4 separate regions of the Mus musculus genome follow, and regions 1, 3 and 4 are each linked to region 2. The links are chromatin contacts, called in public Hi-C maps. All regions are on one chromosome and are shown on one strand. Each heading gives the region's core, a stretch centred on a gene start, on an enhancer-like site or on the middle of the called end of the contact. The rest is flanking DNA. Distances are from core to core; before and after follow the strand shown. Region 1 has its middle 22 kb from the start of Gm41022. Region 2 overlaps Arsb (arylsulfatase B). Region 3 overlaps Ap3b1 (adaptor-related protein complex 3, beta 1 subunit). Region 4 overlaps Ap3b1 (adaptor-related protein complex 3, beta 1 subunit).

Region 1 (3,880 bases), core at 524-3,023, 530 kb after region 2:
CCCCCTCCCTCCCTCCCTCCCTCCCTCCTTCCTTCCTTCTTCCTAGCTGACTTAGCTCATTAACATTTATGGCACCTAACGTCAACCTCCATCTCATACTTCAACCTTAATCTTCAAATCATCATGTGATGGATTTGAGCATGGTCTACCTTACTGCCTCACTGGTGCTTCCGACTTACAGGACAGGAGTGACACTGAGTAGCTCCTCTCACTGACCTGGCTGTGATCCATGGTGAGTTGTGGTGAGGATAGACCCTCTTGCTACTGCTGGTTAATCCACTCTGATCGCCTGGGGGCAGTGAGAGTTCCTCGCTAACCGTTCCAATCTCTGGATTCTCGAATGAAAGACACACACACATACCACACACACACACACACACACACACACACACACACACACACACACACACACTTATGTTTAATATGCCTTAAACAGCTCAATGGTCGGGCACTTTCAAACCTCCCCACGGCTAACACACTCTCCCATCTGACATACCTGAATTATTATTTACTAAAACCCACATTCCATCTTGGTTGCCCCAGATCCAAGTCTGCAGCCTCCCGGGGCCACGGTCTTACATGTTGACCGTCTCTCTGACTTGTACTTCTCATGCCTGATCTTTCTGCTTCCCCATCATGGAAGCTCTGCCTTCTCCCTGATCCCCTTTGCCCGAGAATCCTACAGTCCTGCCTCTATCTCCCTACCCAGCCATTGGCTGCTAGCAACTTTATTCACCAATCAGAACCAGCTGGGGGCAGGAACCCCATGGCAATCGATTGTATGTTTGGGGAGTCTCTGGGCAATTCAAACAAAGGCTTCCCATGTCTGGCCTCAAGGATCTTGTTAGGCAGTCTTTGGCTCTTGGAGGGATCACTGTCAGCCCAGATGAGAGAAGCTCACTAAAACTGTATACGGATACATATACATTATGCATTGTAGACTTCCTTTAGGTAAATAGTGCTATGATTCTCTGTGGATTTTTCAGACATCCATATTGTTATTTTACCACCTCCTTCCCTTTCCTGTATTTACCTCCAGCCTGAGGAGTGTCCCTTTTATGCTTTCCTGATAAGATTGCTTGTGCCCTGCTAAGCCCCTTTCTATTGCTTCCCAACTTCTGTCTCCCAGCAATGGTCTATGCCCTTGGCTTAGGGGGTCTTCCTCCTCCGTGCTTATAATTCAAAGCTTTGGGTTTTCCCTGCTGTCTCACATTTCCTGTGCATTTCTTTCCTGTGTTGAAAGATGTTTTTTCATGTTCTTGTCTTATTTGATTTAGGTCCTCTATTTTATCTTTGAGATGCAGTATTCTGTCATCTGCTTGATGTGTTCTTTAAGTTATGTGTTTCCTAGATGGACTACTGCATTTTTTGTTTATTCATCTTTATTTCAGCTTGAGTCCTCTTCAGTGTTTCTACCTCCTCACTGAATTCCATCTTTGTTACTTCCAATGTTATGTCCAAATCTCAGAGACCCCAAGGACCACCAAGGAGTCCACCATTCTGATGTAAGGCACATAAGGGTCTTTTATTACAACCTCGAGCAGGAACTCTCACTGTCACCAACACAATGGATCCAGAATGAGCCCTGAGCTCAGGGGAGGCAGAGCTTTTGTAGAGAATACCTCACACTCAGTAATTTTCCACATTAAGTCGGCTTCTGATTGGTTAGTATTTCAAACTTGTTTTTCTGGTTCGAACAGGAAGGAACCTTCACAAAATGGTTTTAAAGGTCAGCCCTCAGGACTGTTGAGTCATTTATCAGCAAGGCCACCTGGGTCCCTTAGAGAAGCACAGATTTCTCCTGATTGGCTGTTGCTGTGGGACCAGGCCCTGATCTCGTCCTGCTCAGGTCTTCTCTGTGGTCTTTTTCCTTGGACTAGGGAGCTGGCTGCAGGGTTGATATGTGCAGGGGCCTGCATTCAAAATGGAGTAGTTGCCTAGGTCTCACACCATCAGCCTTATTTATGTCTGTGTTTTCTAGGGCTTCCCTCAGGCATTTTTCTCCTTAAGCTCCTTCCTCGTGCTTTTAATTGAGCTGTTTCTTTGTTCTGTCTTTCAACTCCTTGGATTCTTTGAGTAGGTTTGTGATTCTTCTTTCAATGTCTGTGCCCTGGAGTTCATCTGGGTAATTCTCATTGACAAGCACTTCTACAGGCCTGGCAGGTTTTGGAGAGGAGATACTGGCTTGATCTTTCAGATTGGTGGGATTTCTGCAATGAGACCCAGCTATGTGTGTTTCCTTTGTTCTGAGTTTGTAATGGGTGGGACAGGCTGGGGGTGGGGAAGAGAAGATGAGAAGGTAGGTTCTTTGTAGAGCAATGGTTCTCAGCCTTCCTTTAATATAGCTCATGTTGTGGTAACTCCCAACCAAAAAATGATTTCACTGATATATATATATCATAACTGTAATTTTGCTGCTGTTATGAATCCTTTTTGATTTTTTCTTCCCCCCCCCCCCCCAGACAGGGTTTCTCTGTGTAGACCTGGCTGTCCTGGAATTCACTTTGTAGACCAGGCTGGCCTTGAACTCAGAAATCCACCTGCCTTTGCCTCCCAAGTGCTGGGATCAAAGGTGTGCGCCACCACCGCCTAGCTTGTTGTTATGAATCCTAATGTAAATATTTTTCAGACATAGTGGGTTGCCACGGGGGTCGCGACCCACAGGTTGAGAACCACTGGCATTACGCCTTTGTTGTTGTTGCTTTTTTTTTTTTTTTTTTTTTTTTTTTTTTTTTTTAAATGGCTTGGGTGGAATGAAGTCAGATAGATGTAGGGAACTGGACTGGATGGAGTACAGGATGTGCTTCCTGTTCCAAGCCTTAGAGTGTGGGGGTAGATCTGAGTGGATAGGTTGGATAGGATGTGGGAGAATCCTGTGATTTGGCAGATGGGTACCAAGGATACTAGCTCAAACCTAGAGTCCCTCTGCAGTGAAGGCATGGAGGGCCCGGATAAGGAGAGACACTGGCTGATTGTTGAATATGCATGGATGAGGAGGGTGGATTATTCGCCAGGGTAGACCCTAGAAGGTGTGTGTGAGAAGTCTGGGTTTGAAGTGGGATGCTTGAGGCAGCATAAAAGTCCTGTGGGTGGGATCACGGGTAGGGAAAGTCCTGGTGGAAGCCTAGAGGTTATCTGGGACACAAGAGGAGTGGGTGGGACTAGCCCCAGGCACCGGAAGTAGGACCCTGCAGAAGGGTAGGTTTCCCATGCTCCAGTGGTTGGCCCCATAAACACACGGGCAGCCCTAGTCTCTCTCTCTCTCTCTCTCTCTCTCTCTCTCTCTCTCTCTCTCTCTCTCTCTCTCTCTCTCTCTCTCTCCCTCTCTCTCCCTCTCTCTCCCTCTCTAGCTTTTTACTGACTGTATCTTATGTAATGGCACTTAACTTTTTCAGACAGTGTAACCATTTTTAAATTTCAGATGAAATCTTGAACTTGAATTTTCTTTTATGAACATCTAACAGATAAGAGAAAAATAATATATTTCTATTGATTTAAAATATTTTGCCTTCTTCCATGTGTTCCTTTAGTGAACATAGTACATTTTCACAGTAGTAGCAATAGCAAAATCTTTCTGAGTCACACGACTGCAAGCACTAGGCTAGACTCTTTGTCTGCATCCACTGTTCAATCCTTATAACAATTCCCTCTTCTCTACCTTCTCCTTTCTTCCCTCCCTCCTCCTCCCCTTCCTCTCTCCCTCCCTCTCTCCCCTCTCTCTGCTCATCTCTCTCCCTCGTTATGACCAACATTTCATTTCACTGATAGCTCATCCAAGGACTCATAGAATTTTTGATAGCCATTGATCTGCCTCACACAGCTACTGGAGCCTCACCAAATTGATCAGCCCATGGACCCAGAGCTTAGAACCACTGCTAAT
Region 2 (3,441 bases), core at 426-2,925:
AGTAAATATGTTGGATTTATTTCCTATAAATATAGATAAAATCACACAATAAGTTATGTTGATGTCATATACTAATTATATTCAGGACCTTGAACTTATTTGATCATGAAAAATAGTTAATCTAAAATCAATTGAATTATTACATAAGCTGTATAAGACTCTTTAATTGTCACTGTATACAAAATTCATGAGAAAGGAAAGAGCTAGGCCCATTTTTCATCATTTTAAGACTAAAAGGGAATATATTTAAGAATATAGCTAAGAGCTCATCAAAGTTTATTTCTTTTTAATAGCTTTATTAGGGTATAATTCATATACTATACAGTTTACCCAATTAACGTATTTAATTTAGCGATTTTTAAACAATGTGAGAGATTGTGCCATTATCACCACAATTCAGTTGTAGGAAACCACACACACACACACACACACACACACACACACACATGTATGTCACAAAAAGAAACCAAATCCCATGAGCAGTCATCACGGGCCTCCAGGCAACCAGAGCCCTGGGCCATCCGTCACTAACCACTTTCTGCCCTCTGTTGATTGGCCTTTTCTGAGCAAGTCTGTCAATTTAATCATAATATGCAGCCCAGCTTATTTTCACATTTTCAAAACACGATCACTTGCAGAACAACGATTAGTTGGGGCGTTTCTGTTTCTCCTGTGCTTTCCTCTTTGTTATGGGATCTGGGCTCTAGAAACAGGGGAGTTGACAGGCCACTGGGCTCAGTAAGCACTGCATCTCTGAGCAGCGGGGCAAGGTTCACAGTCTAGACAGAATGCTGCTCTTTGATCTCTGGGGCTGCTCAGCTGGGATAGAGAGCTTGTATTAGGAAAGGTTTATATTTTTCCACCAGTGGGTGTCAGCATTTGACTAAATATAACTCCGGCAAAGGCCCCGTCCATAAATAACCACAGAAATCCATCTCCCAACCTCAGTAGCAACAAATGACACGATCTGAACCCTGTTTTTAGTATTTTACAAGTAAAACCTTGTAACACATTAGTGGTGCGTTATCTTTTTTCTTAGGCAATTTTAAAGAATTAGCATCTGGTTGCTTCCTGAACTTAAACTCTGATTTCTAAAAACCTTTTCCCACAGATCAACCATGTATAAAGAGTTGACAAGCGAGAACAGATGCTCTAAAAGACTCAAGTGAGGAAGGGCCTTGGATTTCCATGTAGTGCCATTTCAGTGGTGTCTCTAACAAATATAGAGATGTTAAGAAGAGAACCCTGATTAGCCCTGTCATTTGATTAGCCTCGTCATGGGCAATCAGTTGCATTAGGCAATTAACTGCTGGAACATTCGTTTGCCTAACAAGCTTTCTGCCATGCCGACTGTTTCTTCTCCCATTCTTCTTGCAGGATACCTCCTAGGCAGTGAAGACTATTACACCCACGAGGCCTGTGCGCCGATTGAGTCTTTGAATGGTACCCGCTGTGCGCTTGACTTAAGAGATGGTGAAGAACCTGCAAAAGAGTATAACAATATTTACTCAACAAACATATTTACCAAAAGGGCTACAACCGTCATAGCTAACCACCCACCGGAGAAAGTAAGGCTTCCTCCTTTAATATTGTCAAAATCTTGTTGCTTCCAAGGGAGTGTGTGTGTGTGTGTGTGTGTGTGTGTGTGTGTGTAATATAACATTTTAGAGCATGTTCCAGTTAGCCAGAAAGGGAAGGTTGTTAGAAGTGAAGAATTTGGATCTTCCTCAGGTCTGGGAGAAAGTACTTAGGAACGCCCAAGAGATGAGTCTCACAGGAAGGGACCCTGGGCTGCAGATGGAGGAAGGCTGTCTGTCCTTCAGCATTTCAGTGGAAACCCTGCTCACTCTTATGATGCTTTATGTGTGTGCACAGTAAGTGGTTAGCAAAATCAGGCTTCAGGATTCCAGACAGGTGTCTGTGCTCGAGGCAGGGCTCCGTTGGGAAGAAGTGTTGGGAACTCAGGGGCTAGAGAAAATCCTCTCATTCTATATTTTTCTCTTCAGGATTATTTTGGTTAGTCTTAATCTTTTGTATCCCCATGCTAATTTTAGAGTAGGTTGACCAATTTTTACTAAGAAAACAGAAGTTGGCTGTTTGATTGGTTGGTATTCACTGACCAACTTAATGGAAATGACCGTCTTAGCAATACTGGGTTTTTACAATTAATATGCATGGTATATTGGTTTTTACAGACACCATAGGCGCCTATCAGGTATGTCACGTGCAGACTTAGCTGCAGGTAGGAAGAGAGAAGAGTTGTGAGAAGTCTTAAATGCAAATTGTCTGGATTCAGCACATAGGTGCTTTGGGAACAGAGCAGATTTTTGTGTTGTGAGACACTGGGCTCAAAGCGTGTCCTTATGAAGAATTGTATTAGCACACTCACAAAAATTGGCCTTCAGTGGGACATGGAAAATTTGAGAAAGTGTCCAGGTCCTTCCAGTTCTCTGCACTTTGTCTCTTTGACGATGCGTGAACCCTCAGCAGGCAGGGTTCTGGCTTGTGTATCTGTTCAGACTTAGTGACCTGCTAATGACTCTGTCTGCTACGGAATCTTCCAAGCTCTGTCTTCTATACTCTCAGTCAGTATGAGGGATTCTCCCTGGTGGCTGTTCTCAGTTTTGCCATACTTTAGGTACTTAAGAGCTGACATCGTCACCTGACATCTCTAGGTAACTATGTCTGCCATGAAACATGAAGAAAGGGGAGCATTCTCTCAAATGTTTAGAAACCTGCACATTTTAAGTCTAGATTTAAAACCAGAATGGTTGGTGGGCTAGGAAGGTGGCTTCATATAACATTAAATGGATAAGAAGATGCAACTGGGGTGAAATAGTTCTGTGGGGAGGGGGAGTTATAAGCTGGGGGCTGTGGGGAAAGGCTTGAAACCAAGGACAACAGGAGGCCCTAAGAGCCCGTGCACCACAAAGAGGTATTGTTAGCAATGGTGCCTCTTGCTGGCTGTATTATAGCTCTTAATTGTATGTGAGGCATTTTATGGATATGGCCTAATACCAAGAAAGCCAAAGTAAGGCTTTCAGGGAACTCTTTATTATCCTTTGATAGAAGGATAGAAGACACGCTGTTTGTTTAAGCAAACAGGCTTGGAGAAATGAAGTGACTTGTTCAAAGCCACGGGACTGTGTGAAGTCAGAGTCAGGATGTAACCTCTCACTTTGGACTCCAAGAGCATCTGCCTTTATTCGCCATCCCTAGTCACAGCTCGTGCAGAGATGTTGAATCCCAGTTCATATTCAGCTCCACAGTCCCGGTCTTGACAGCATATTAGGACCTCCTGGGACATTTGGAAGAAATAGTGATATCAGATATTGTAAGGCATTAATATTTCATCCCCTTATCAGTGATTCTCCGTGGTGTCCATGGTGCCGCTATGGAGATCCTGTGCACTCAGGATGGTTCCGTGAGTGTTAGCTTGAT
Region 3 (3,690 bases), core at 941-3,440, 650 kb after region 2:
AGTGAGGGCTCCAGAGCACGATGCTGAGACAGTGTGGCGTTTACTCAGGCATTGGCCATTTCTCTACACTGTGTGCTGTCTATGTAAGAGACCTTACTAACGGAGAAAGACGAGGCCCTCTTTAAATGTTGAGACAATGTCATTCACATGGATACTGGGTTTATTCATAAGAAAGTTGAACACAATGATATTTTTAACATCAACAACAAACAAACTCCTACTTTGTAATTATGAAACATTTCAGGTCACACTAATGTTAGCCACAGGACAGGGTAATTTTCAGTCAAGGGAGTGATTAACGGCTGTATTTGATACTGAGTTGAACCTTTGCCCTTCCCCACCGTTGAGGTAGTTAGTGAAACATAAACACACACACCAGTTGTGTGGAAGCAGAGCTGAGCTGCTGATTTCCTGTTCTGGTTCTGCTCCATCTCCCGAGCCTGCGGGCAGCAGTATTTGGGGATGATTTTGCATCAGCTTGGCAGCTCTATCCTATGTGTTTTAGTGAAAAACAGTTCTGTGTAATATACACTTAGAGTTGAGATTATTTTTTAAAAGATGTATAAACAAAGACTTGTATAATGTGTTTCAGTGGCAAGGTGCTTGGTTAGCATGCTCAAAGACCTAGGGCAGTTCCCTATACTGCCAAAAATGAAGAAAGTTTTTAAATTCGAAAAATATTTTACCACACCCCATGTGGTACTGGAGGTCTGTAATGCCAGACTTCAGAGGGAGTGTCAATAAGATCAGGTCAGTAGTTACATGGTAAATGTGAAGCCTCCCTGTGATACATGAAACCTTATCTCTTCCCCGCACTTAAAAATAATATTATCAAAATAAAATGAATAGTCAAGTCATATTCTTAGAGAGCAGTTTCCCAGCAGATACAGAAAATAAGTAAACTATACACAGAATATATAAAGTATTTTTTTCTGTAGTCTCTGCCTTTTAATTAGAGTGTTTATCGCATTTACTGTTAATGTAGTACTTGATATGAAAGTGCTGATAGGCATCTTGAATTAGTTTCCTGTTGGTATCATCTGTTTGTGCCTACCTTCAGAATAATTAAATCTTTTCTGTGGGTAAAACATATTTCTAACAACCTCAGTGGGTATAGACTTTTAATTTCACATTTCTTACATTTATAAATCCAGGAATAGAGATTAAAATTATCTAAGCATCTGGGTAGGTAGGAAATAAGGTAGCCAATCAAGAAAATTAATTGTTATCTGGAAAACAGAAGTACTACATGAAGAACATATTGTTTTCTAACTTTATTAATAAAAAATACAAGTTGAGCTAACAAATTGTTTAGGTTAATTAGATATAAATTGTAAAATTAAGACAATTAGTGAAGATGTGGGATTTATTTCCTAATTATTTTTTTTAAGAACTGTGTAATTATCTAGTCTCTGTAGATTTAAGGAAACAAACTAAGATCACTTCAAGGGTATAGAGTCCCATATGACAGTGATTTTTTTTTTTTTATTTTAAAAGACTCAACTTTTAATTAGATGTTTATGCTCTATTACATTCACCTTTTTGTGTTTTAAAATGTTTACTTTCTCTTTTTTTTTTCTACTGTAGCTTGAAATTTTGACAAACTTGGCAAATGAAGCCAACATATCAACTCTTCTTCGAGAATTTCAGGTTTGCATACAATGCTAATTATAATTTCTAAAATATGTTCAATCTTAAGTTAAATATGCCTCCTACTCAATCTAGAAATACACAGTTGCACAAATAGAAGAGATTTAGGAAAAGATCAGGTGCTAGGAAGTTTTTCTGTTCTTGAGAATAAACATTAACCACAAATAGAGACTTAAAGTAAACAGAGCAGCCTTGGCTTCTCGCTCTGTTTCCCTATCACTGGAGAGAGTGGCTTATGATTTGGCTCAAAATTCTGTTTTCTATCCGCATTGGTCCTTTCTGTGCTCCAAAAGCTCTTTCTGTGCCTGTGAAGACAGCGTTTGCCACCTTGTTGTGCCTGTGAAGACAGCGTTTGCCACCTCGTTGCCCTGTCTGGTTGACCTGTCTCTAGTTTAGGGACCCCTTTAACTTAAGCTATATTGTCGGATCACTTAAAAACAGCTGTGTGGGAAGTGGTGACTTCACCTCCTGGTGAAAGGTGCTTGCCGCCGAGCCTGCCAACTGGAGTTCAATCTCGAGGACCCTGTGCTGGAAGGAGAGAACCGACTTGGATTAGATTATTTCTTGGGTTTATGTACTTTATGATGGGTGGATCAACGGTGAAGCCATTGAGGGAAAAAGCGCAGCAGCAGAAAACCACGCCCTATCCAGCACCTCTGGAGGTGCTGTTAGCTTCTTCATCAGCCCACACAGAATTTCTCCTTACCTTTATATGGATGCCATGTTTTCTTTTAATCAGTGGTTCTCAACCTTCCTAATGCTGCAACCCTTTAATACAGTTCCTCATGTTGTGGTGACCCCCGGTCATAAAATTATCTTTGTTGCTACTTCATGAATCCTGCTGCTGTATGGATCATAATGTAAATATGTTGAGAACCACTGTTTTTAACTACACACACACACACACACATAGACACACACAGACACACACACACATAGACACACATACACAGACACACACACACAGAGACACACTCACACGCTTCGGGACTATTAGAATGTAGCTGCATGCCCGTGATTCCTTTGTTCTCACCTGGGTTCCTGAATTTCCATCCCGTTTACATTTTTCTAGAAATATTCATGATAAAATTAGAATACTGTAAAGCCATCTCTTTGTGGGCAGGCCACAAAATTGGGTTTCTCATCTCGTCTCTTAGGCCAGAGATTGATGTTGGGTTTAGCTTTACGTCACTCACATAATCTGATTTCACCCCGTTGCTCTTTCCTGTGTCCCCAGTCCCTCATCTTGTGTAATCTTGTCATCTTTCCGCACATGTCTAGCCCCCGAGGACAGCAGGAGGCAGGCCTTTGTGCTCTCTGGCGTGGTCTGTGAGCCTCTGCAGGTTTTGTTCATCTGTGTATTTCATTTCCTGGGAGTGTGTTGTGTAAGGACTTCTCAGCAGAACGGTTGACTCCTTCCTTTGTGTGTTCATTCTTAGCACTGTCTAATTTAGTATATCATTTCTGTTTATGTATTTTCTTTATACTTATTTATAATTTGTTTGTGAGTAACATAGGCTTCCTGAACGACTCAAATGCATTCTTTTTTATTATAGCAATTAAATTCCCTGTTTAGGAGCAGTTTTAAGTCCACTTTGGTTTTTCTTTGCATGGAACTAGAAAGCTCCCATTGTTTCTTCAACATTTCGCCATCTCCTTGAGACTTTGCATTAAATTCCTATAGTGTTTACATATCTTTTGTTTTTTCTTTGATTTCTTATTTAGATAACTGTTTTAATGCATATTTGTCATAGATAGCCATAGAGTTAATTTTGTATTGCATATTTAGAATTTGAGGTTAGGAATCTTTTTTGAAAACTATAAAAGCTTTGGTTTTATATTAGAAAAGTTGTAACAGAAGTCACAAAATATGTAAGGTTGTCAGGAAAGACCTTCCTTTGTAAGTCAGATCTATTTTAAGTTTATGTTAATATGTATGCACACTGTGTATTTAAGGTGCTTGTAGCTGAGTGAGCTAGAACTCACGGAGCTGTTGGACCCTCATAGACACTCCTAACCCTCCGTGCCAGGTTGTCATTA
Region 4 (3,418 bases), core at 294-2,793, 770 kb after region 2:
TTTCAGGCAGAGAATTTTAAAACAGGATTTGAAAAACATGCCCAGGATACTGATTTTAATCTCTATAAACATACTGACATTTGTCTTTGCCTAGCCAGTGTTATTGTACATTAACTCTTTCCGTTGTTAATGGAAGAGAAATGAAGTGTGCCTTGGGGCTCTGCCGGCCTGACATTCAGATGGTGCTCTGTGTTCCCATTCAGGCATAATCTTCTCTGAGGTCCCAAGGCACAAGTGTTAAGTAAATAAAGGGACTAAGAAGACTGCTGTTGACATAATTATAGCCCTGTCAGATAGAGACCTCTGTTGAAATATTTGTTGAATGAATTACAAGTATGGTGACCAGATCTATGGGGAGAGTTGAGTAAATGAATGGAATATAGAGCCACTGTATCCTTGTGACTAGTTTAGCAAACTATAGAATTATCATTCTCCTATGAAGCTAAACCGCCTTTAAAGTTTAGACATGGAGGCTGGAGAAATGGCTCAGTAGTTAAGCGGGCTAACTGACTTTCCAGCGGTCTTGTGTTCAGTTTGTAGCATCTACCTAAGGTGACTCACAACTGGCTATGCCCTCAGCTTCAGGGGGCCCCAGCCCTCTTCTAGACTGTGTGGGCCTGCAGACACCCACACAGACACATAGGCATATTTCCTTTTAATTTAGACAAGATAAGTGCATTCATCTGTAGGGGTGATAAGAGATGAGGGAGTGGTATGTATTCTCACAAAGGGAAGAAGGAGGAGGTGCCCACAGTGCCTCACCTCTTGTGTGCCCATACAAAAATCAGATATATACATACATATATACATATATATAAATATATGTGTGTGTGTGTGTGTGTGTGTGTGTGTGTGTGTGTGTGTGTGTGTATACATACATATATATGGAGCTTATTTTTAAAAATGAAACAAAACTCCTTAGGAACATGGTTGTGATTTACACTCCTAAACTGGTTCACCTCTCTGTTGAAACTGTCTCTAATTCTTACAAGTTTCCAGCATGTTTGAGGCTATGCAGAAAATGGTTAGAAAGGTTGCTGACGCGCCTTGCTAACGCACCATTAGCTGGTGTTTTACTATGTGTTGTCAGAGCGCCGAGAATATTTTCAGCCAAGTGAGATGAGGATGGTTGTCTTGTTGTCGGTGAAGATCTCATTTCCATCGTTCTCTTTAGGCCAAACACGACTTGTTAGATTTTTAAAAAGAAAAAGAATCTAATGTGTTAGATAAGCTCTTGATGTCATTTTTTAAGACTCAAAAAAGAAATTACTTTTGATTTAAAGAGAATCTGCTTCCTGCTTAAGTGGCTAATATTTTAATTAAGTCGGGAGTGAAGTTTTTCTGAGTGTCTCCTGATAAACTCCCTCTTTTATGTTGATGGTAATTAAACAGATCCCTGAGGACCCCGCTGGCTCTGTGCGAGGCCCATGCTAATTGTCAGACATGAGACACTGACCAGTTGGTTTGCTCTTGAATAGTCCGCAGCATGCTGTCAGCTCGGCAGTTTTATTTGTATGTATTGTGAGCTGTTGTCAGGGCTAACTGGGTGCCATTGTGGCTGAAGATGTCGCGCAAATTGAGGCAGATGGCTCAGATTCAGACACGTGTCACCCAGAGAGGGGAAAGGGGATTGGCCCTGCAAAGTGGGGTCACAGCAGGTCACAGACCTGCTCCACACTTGTTAGTGTGTTCAGAAGCTCATGTACAGCAACTTTGTCTTTCTCCAATCATCCCTGCAATCAGACTCCCTCCCCTCAAAATGTGCAGGGGGCAATGGAGGCCTAGGAGGGGGTGCCAGCCCTCCTCTGAGGCTTGCAGTCCCCTGTGCATGCAGAGTGAAGTAGCGGGGTTGACAGAAGTCCGCTGTGCCTCCCTCCCTCCGGCAGCTTTCCAGTCGACTGCAGTGTTACAAGGCTCGTTTTGCTTTTAATTCCATGTAATTGGTAGCTTCTTCGTGTCTTGGAATTTAGTAATAGCACATTAGACCTCAAGTTGCCTCTATTATATCCTAAAGCAAAAAGAAGGATCTAATGTCCTGAATATTAAATGAGGCTACGGGGTGGCGCTCGGCTGTCATGTGACTTTGTTTCATGTCACCATTAACAGTAGAGATTGAATTTGAATATTTTACGTGAGCCACTGAGACTTAGGAAGAATTTTATAATGTATATAAAATTATCTAACTTCTTGCATCCTTTTCAGATATGAGGAATTAAAATTCCAAGCACTTTGAGAAAGGTAATAGTTCTTACTGTGTCTTAGAAATAAAACTATGGCAGTGCATTTGAAGCAGCCCTGTGCGTGGTGACACTTTAGCCGTCAGGACAAGGGGTGTTTCCTAAGTACAGCCTAATGGAGAGTGCCCACACGCTTCTGCCGCTCAGACTAATGAGGAGCATAGGCCTCCTTTGCGTGTTCCGTGTGTGAGATGCGCTCGGGTGGCCTGCCTGCATGTGGGAAGCACGGGCTGGGCAGCTGATTGGTTTTCTAAAGGATGCTTGGCTTTGGTGTGGAACGGTAAGGCTCCTTGAGTAAATCGCGTCATTAAGAAAAAGAGTTACTTTAAGCCTGTTTGAACGGATGCCGTCTGCTCCTCCTTTTCCCCTCTCAGGATAAAAGGTCTCTCTTATGTGTTTTTGCAGGTTTGCAGCTAGAACTGTGCACAGTGGGTCGCTGATGCTAGTCACAGTGGAACTGAAGGAAGGCTCCACAGCCCAGCTTATCATCAACACCGAGAAAACCGTGATTGGTTCTGTTCTGCTGCGGGAGCTGAAGCCTGTCCTGTCCCAGGGGTAACCTGCTTACATCTGGACTTCAGAATCTGGCACACAACAAAAGTGCCTGGCACCCACTGCTGCTGCCTTTCATTTATAATAATAGCCCTTCCATCTGGCAGCAGGAAGAGCGCACTCTCGACATTCTTGTCTCTGCTTTAGAATGCTGCTGTGTCTGTCATGTGTGCACTCCTCGCCCCTCCTCGCTTTGCTAACCAAAGAACATATATTTTACTGTCCATTTCCTCAGCTCCCCAGTCCGAGTAGCATTTTCTCTGCCCTCCGACTTCTTTTGACCTCATCTTCCTTCTGGGTTTTGAGAACAGTGGGTGTGAATCAGTGCTTGGCAATCGTCCTTCTTACAGCAGTAAGCAAAAATTAGCAAGGAACGTGTCCGCATGGCCTCTCAGCTTGGTATGTGAAAAGGAAATAGCATACTTTTTCAAAAATAAATAAATAAAAATGGCATCTCTGAAAATCCCATTCTTTGATTTTCCTGGTATTGTAATTGGTTATTGACAATTGTCATCATGAAATTACCCCTGAATAATCAGGTAAATAAAGGAGTATATGAATAGCATTTGCCTCTCCTAATCCTTACTGGCTGAACTTTCTTTGTTCCAAAATATTTCTGGTCACACTGT

Evidence for each region. Hi-C and Micro-C count contacts between places; a contact is called where the count stands out from the background.
Region 1: a contact with region 2 is called in a Hi-C map of the N1E-115 cell line, with 4 times the contacts expected there. The contact joins two enhancer-like sites. A contact is called at or near these places in 16 of 484 Hi-C or Micro-C datasets (the HPC-5 cell line, the N1E-115 cell line, Sertoli cells and 9 more), 2 of 115 datasets of contacts at active chromatin or transcription factors (astrocytes and bone marrow-derived dendritic cells) and 1 of 9 other capture datasets (embryonic stem cells).
Region 3: a contact with region 2 is called in a Hi-C map of the N1E-115 cell line, with 7 times the contacts expected there. The contact joins two enhancer-like sites. A contact is called at or near these places in 8 of 484 Hi-C or Micro-C datasets (the G1E-ER4 cell line, the N1E-115 cell line, adipose-derived mesenchymal stem cells and 5 more) and 1 of 115 datasets of contacts at active chromatin or transcription factors (astrocytes).
Region 4: a Hi-C map of the N1E-115 cell line shows a contact between it and region 2, with 19 times the contacts expected there. The contact joins two enhancer-like sites. A contact is called at or near these places in 2 of 484 Hi-C or Micro-C datasets (the N1E-115 cell line and cortical neurons).

Annotation. Positions count from the first base shown.
Region 1 is chr13:94,326,523-94,330,402 of GRCm38.p6, forward strand. No RefSeq gene overlaps it. Among named protein-coding and RNA genes, the nearest start is that of Gm41022, 22 kb to the left of the region's middle. Within about 2 kb of position 1,774, at least 61 of the 459 cell types and tissues checked have an H3K27ac peak or open chromatin away from gene starts, as enhancers often do. A contact at or near this core is called in the N1E-115 cell line, where this site is marked.
Region 2 is chr13:93,792,651-93,796,091 of GRCm38.p6, forward strand. It overlaps Arsb (arylsulfatase B), which reads left to right. Exons shown (of 8, transcript NM_009712.3): 3 at 1,378-1,568. Among named protein-coding and RNA genes, the nearest start is that of Mir5624, 3.6 kb to the left of the region's middle. Within about 2 kb of position 1,676, at least 1 of the 459 cell types and tissues checked has an H3K27ac peak or open chromatin away from gene starts, as enhancers often do. A contact at or near this core is called in the N1E-115 cell line, where this site is marked.
Region 3 is chr13:94,446,866-94,450,555 of GRCm38.p6, forward strand. Ap3b1 (adaptor-related protein complex 3, beta 1 subunit) reads left to right here. Exons shown (of 27, transcript NM_009680.3): 12 at 1,588-1,650. Among named protein-coding and RNA genes, the nearest start is that of Ap3b1, 90 kb to the left of the region's middle. Within about 2 kb of position 2,191, at least 3 of the 459 cell types and tissues checked have an H3K27ac peak or open chromatin away from gene starts, as enhancers often do. A contact at or near this core is called in the N1E-115 cell line, where this site is marked.
Region 4 is chr13:94,562,963-94,566,380 of GRCm38.p6, forward strand. It overlaps Ap3b1 (adaptor-related protein complex 3, beta 1 subunit), which reads left to right. Exons shown (of 27, transcript NM_009680.3): 27 at 2,643-3,354. The coding sequence ends at 2,796. Among named protein-coding and RNA genes, the nearest start is that of Gm32305, 130 kb to the right of the region's middle. Within about 2 kb of position 1,544, at least 18 of the 459 cell types and tissues checked have an H3K27ac peak or open chromatin away from gene starts, as enhancers often do. A contact at or near this core is called in the N1E-115 cell line, where this site is marked.